Regions from separate parts of the Bombyx mori genome. Here region 2 is linked to region 1. Evidence: chromatin contacts called from public Hi-C data. All regions are on one chromosome and are shown on one strand. Each heading gives the region's core, a stretch centred on a gene start, on an enhancer-like site or on the middle of the called end of the contact. The rest is flanking DNA. Distances are from core to core; before and after follow the strand shown. Region 1 overlaps LOC101738783 (protein GDAP2 homolog). Region 2 holds the start of LOC101738783 (protein GDAP2 homolog).

What was found. A called contact is a pair of places that touch in the nucleus more often than the background predicts.
Region 2: a Hi-C map of midgut shows a contact between it and region 1, with 1.8 times the contacts expected there. The contact joins the promoter of LOC101738783 here to the enhancer-like site in region 1. A contact is called at or near these places in 3 of 7 Hi-C or Micro-C datasets (midgut, posterior silk gland and whole pupa).

Annotation. Positions count from the first base shown.
Region 1 is chr9:1,557,074-1,559,657 of ASM3026992v2, forward strand. The region is part of intron 2 of LOC101738783 (protein GDAP2 homolog); the gene reads right to left. Among protein-coding and RNA genes, the nearest start is that of LOC101738783, 39 kb to the right of the region's middle. Within about 2 kb of position 1,293, at least 7 of the 8 cell types and tissues checked have open chromatin away from gene starts, as enhancers often do.
Region 2 is chr9:1,596,517-1,599,100 of ASM3026992v2, forward strand. It overlaps LOC101738783 (protein GDAP2 homolog), which reads right to left and starts at 1,293. Exons shown (of 12, transcript XM_062670001.1): 1 at 1,134-1,293. LOC119628888 reads left to right here and starts at 1,862. Exons shown (of 2, transcript XM_038012936.2): 1 at 1,862-2,182. The coding sequence starts at 2,024.

The sequences.
Region 1 (2,584 bases), core at 43-2,542:
TTACGAAGAGTGTCGTTTAGAACAATCAGAACCGCGGATTAGGACTCTAAAACCCTGCGTAAACTGTTTAAAGATTATTTGTTTTTAAAATGATTCAAGTTTTAGTCCAAAAAACGAGGCTTGTGGTTAAGCGGTAGGCAGCGGCTCGGCTCTGCCCCTGGCATTCCTGAAGTCCATGGGCAACGGTAACCACTCACCATCCGGTGCGCCGTATGCTCGTCTGCCTACAGGGGCAATAAAAAAAAGAAAAGTGTAAGGAACATAAAGTATGGATTAGGATTTAGTTAATCTTTCGTTATTATTGTTATTATCATTGTTAAGAGTGTAAAGGGCTCGAGCGCCTGTCAGCTCGGCGGGGCCTCTGAGACTGATTTGCGGGAATGATGGTTCAGATTTACTCTTATTCTATATATAATAATTTGTACTAAAGTTCCATGATTCTTGCCGCCTAAATATATAATTCTTTGTGGTTACGATCAGACCGTATTATCTGTTGTACACTATATTTAAACCATTGCCAAACCAAAGGCCACGGCACGATAAATCGAGCTATTTCGAACTTTATTCTCTATTCAATCGATCATAGAGACAATTCTTAAATTTTACTCGATACTTTAAAACGATAATGACAATTTCCTTTTGTTGTTACAACATTCCAAAGACATTCTTCTATGCTAGTGTATAAATGATCCAGGGCTTTTGGTATTTATTTGACTTTTGGACAGCGCTTTTAAATGTTTTAAAATGGATGTAGAACTAATATGTGTTTTCTTCTGTGTGTGTGATAAAGAGCGAAAAACGGAGAAAGGAGTTCACCACAGTGATTCTACAATTAGTAATAGGGGTAAATTATATTCCGTATCAGATTTTGACCCATTTTGCACGTAACAACCGGCCAATTTCCATAATTAAATACCAAAATCGAACGTAATTTCGAACCATTCATTATTTTAATTGAGCATTCAAAATCGTTCCTTAGTTCGTTCATTCATGAACACAATTGACCTACTTACCCACCATAGTAAGAACTAGGGAAACAAGTTTTGTAGGAATTTAAAAGCCAGCGAGAAGAGTGAATCGATCTTTATTGCTCGGTGTTAAGGCTGACAATTTATTGACGTAGTGAAATCGAAAAGCAATCGAGTTTGACACAGTGAGGTAACTGGGGCACGGTTTCCTGAATCCCGTGACGTCAGCAAGTGCAATGAAGCCGTCTCTCTCTAGCCTGTGCGTTTAGAGAAGGAAGACGAATCCATTGAGGAATACGTAATTTTTTACTGAACGTTGAGACCTGAACAATCAGTCTTTGTCTCTTTATTCAATGGCTTGAATGAATAATGCCTGTGTTTTGTTATCTGCATGGATATTTGCATTTTCAATTCGTCAATAACGATGAATAATAATGCACCGACAGAATGAATGAAACAAACATAATTTGTACTATATAAACAAAGATTTTAAAAATATAATTAGTCCACTATTTTAAATTTAGGCTTTATTTCTTTATTTATGCTATTATTATAAAAAAAACATCAGCAAAATAATTCGTGAAACAAATGGTTTCTGGGTAAATGATAGTGAAATTATGTAGGTATGTTGCGCGCCAAATCTCGATAATATTATGTTAACGAAAATCTCTCATGAATATCTGAAGACTAAATTATTACGAGTAATAAAATTACATTTACAAGAATATGAATGAATCTAATAATAAAAAAACAAACAATAAGGCCTTTATAATTAGAATGCTGAACGTAGTTAATGAATTATTCAAAAAACAAAACGATGTACCGCGGAAACTTATGTACCTTCGCATTACGATGATAGATATTTGATGAGGTCGTGCCACGAAAATGTAGGAACAGAATGAAAAAAAAACATGCAAAGACATGAAAATGTCTGACTTATGTAAAGTACCCGCGCGTAAATAATTTGTGTAGTAGGGTATGCCGAAGGTCATTTCATGGTAATGTTATATAACCGACAAAGGAAAACATGTTTTATTGTTTTGAAATTTTGTTTGCGTATTTTATTCGTATGTAATAATTTTGTACATTTTACTTTCAAAGAATGCCACGGTTACAAGCATCGTTACAATTTAAAAATGAAATGACAATATTGCAATAAGTGTGTTCTATACCAAATGAGCACAAATAAAGTTATATACAAGAATAAATTACATGAAAAATTAATTTGATCTAAACGAAAAGAATTTTTCTCACCGACGATCGTCATTCCCGAACTCACAAAAACTGGGGAAAAAACACGGTTATTTTTTTCGTAAAGCACGACCATTCGCCTCGGAGTGTGGCTGGCATGTGACCCCGAAAGGGAAGGGACACACCCCCAGGAGTTACGTGACGGGCGGGATTGTGTCAGGGGAAGGGTGGTGTGACGTCACGCGGTCGACGACCCTCCCAACTGGGTCAAGAGATCATCGCATCCGTTATCTGGATTCACTTTAATTTTGGCGCCAATTAACTATTCATTTCTCTAATTATTAACATTGAATAAGTATTTTAGCGAATTGATTTTTTGTTTTCAGGCCAAGCAAGCCCAAACGACAATGCGACTGTTTAACGTA
Region 2 (2,584 bases), core at 43-2,542, 39 kb after region 1:
GGAAGCCTTTTATAATAAAATGAATTGTGATATATCTATTAAATTGATACCAGCTGTGTTATATTATGAAAATAATATTCTTTGTGCAATCGCCTATATGAAAGGTTCATGACCTTCACGATACCAAGACGATGCTTAATCAAAGAAAAATGTTTTATTTTGTCATTGAATTTTTAAGTTGCCGCAATTTCGAGTATTTATTTACTGAATTTTTATATAGCGTCTTAAAAGTGAAGTTTTTTTTTTAAATTATGAGTTTTGTAAACAAGTTTTTCAAACACTATCATCGAATAGCCCGTGTCATTTCAGTCAACAATATAATTTGCTGTGTTTTCAATCTTTCGTAAGAGTATTGATTCTATTGCTGCGTGAAGCATTCTCTGCATGCAAGTCGCCTGATGTAAGTTTTCGCCGGTTCAATCATTGTATAAGCCTTCCTATAAAGATATTCTAAAATCTTGTTCGAAGAAAGACTAGTGGACACATTTCTCAGAAATAACAGCGAGGGGAATCCCATTCAAAATTCTAAAGAATCTGAAACCGATCAATTCTATTGCTATATAGAGATTTACTTGGAACTGCTTCAATTTAGATTCAATTAATATTCAGGAGAAACGGATATATGTGAACAAGGTCATTTCAGGATCATAAAGGGATAAATTATAGAAACACAACTTAGAAAAGCTAAAATATACTACATTTCTTGAAGTGTTTGTAAGTCTAAAGTTTGGACAGGCGCATACTGTACCCGCTTGCATTTTGCAGTATATTCGAAATTGTTCCTAAAAACAGCAGCTTTTAAATCAATCAGTCTCATTACCAAACCAATGCACTTCACAAATAAAATAAATTATTAACATCTAATCATAGACAAGGGAGCAAGAATTAGAAATAAAAAAAACACTTTACCTCGTTAGCTTCCCTTCAAAAAAATCCAAATAACAACTAAAAACCAATTAAATAATGGAACATTGTACGGAGTTATTTTCAGTGAAAATTTGATATCGGAAATCTTTCACACAATTCCTGTCAAAGCCATTCATATGTCAGATTTATTGTAAGAATTTGAGAAGGCGAGAGGATCTCTTCATTAAAATATTCTTGTTTTAGTCTTCCATTCGCTCGCGACTTACCTGTGTGCTTAGTGCGAGTTTTTTAACGTTCTCGATAGCGTTAAAGTTAACTTAAATTTGGAAGTCGTGAGAAGGCCTGACTCGTATTGCCGTATCTTCATAAAAGTAGTAGGTACTCATCTAGTAAGTATTATAAAAAGCTTCTCATGTCATAAGTATCCGGTCAGACTATTGTCATAGATAGTTCTAGAATCTACTTTAAATGGGAAAAAAGTTTCCGAAGGCGTGGTTAAATAAAAGCTAGATAAATTCTTTTTGATAATCATAAGGCTGAAGGCGTTATAAACATGGTTTTTATACTCAACAAAGAGATTTTATTATTCTACTAGCTGACCCGGCAGACTTCGTATTGCCTCAATCGATAAATAACAGACCTAAACTTTTTTACCAAATAAACTTAAAACGAACAAAAGGAATGCGTCCGACGGGGGACACATCAAATGAAAATCAAAATGGTTATTTTTATTTAATTCCGAGCATTTTCATATTTATCTACCTTTTATAACCAACTTTTAACGGTCCAGCCGTTCTCGACTTTTAACGAGACTAACGAACAGCAATTCCTTTATATATATAGATTTGTTTATATTATATTTTGTAGCTATTAGAAAGCTAAAGTCTAAAATTAATATTGATATAAATTCCTCATCTATTATCAATGGAAAAATCATTCATCATTCATAGTTAATATTTATTCGCTACGCACACCGTTAGAATGACAGTAGCTTAATTGTCAGAAAAATTGACATGAGAAGATTGCAACAAAAACCACTATAAATACACAAGCAAAGCAGAAATTTTTGATTTAAATCAAAATTGCCAAATACCCTACCAATATCTTTAACACATTTCACGTATTTCAGGGCACGCTCGAAAGAATTCGTTTTTCAATGATAAAGCGTCTGCTGTTTGTTGTGATATATTCAGTTCTAGTCATAGCTTTATTTTGTTTCTTGTGTTATCTGATGACGACTGTGAACCCTACACCCGTAGACAGGAATGGCAGTAATTATCTCAGAGAAGGCACGATATTGAACAATGTTTTGGAGGTAAGATTTTATGGATTTTTTTGTTTGTAAGTTAAGTACTAACGTTGAAAATCATCGAAGGTGAAAACAAGGCAGTGTGTTTTTTATAAAACTAAACTATGATTTTTGTCAGAGCTTAGGAAATTTCAGTGATTTATGATTGTAATGAGATCGTGTGATTGATTTCAAAGCAAGTTCTGCATTTTTTCCTATGATGTAACCGTAAGTAAATATACGAAAAATTGGACGTATTTCTTATGAAGTAAATTATCGTGTCTATTTTTTCTAACCAGCTGTTATCAGCGAGAAATGGATTTGTTTCATACGCTGCAGATTCTTCCACACGAGAAAGTGAATACCGTCGTCCAACTATAGACACGCGGTATCTTTTTTTTTGCAGTTTTCGGCATACGTGCTTACGGC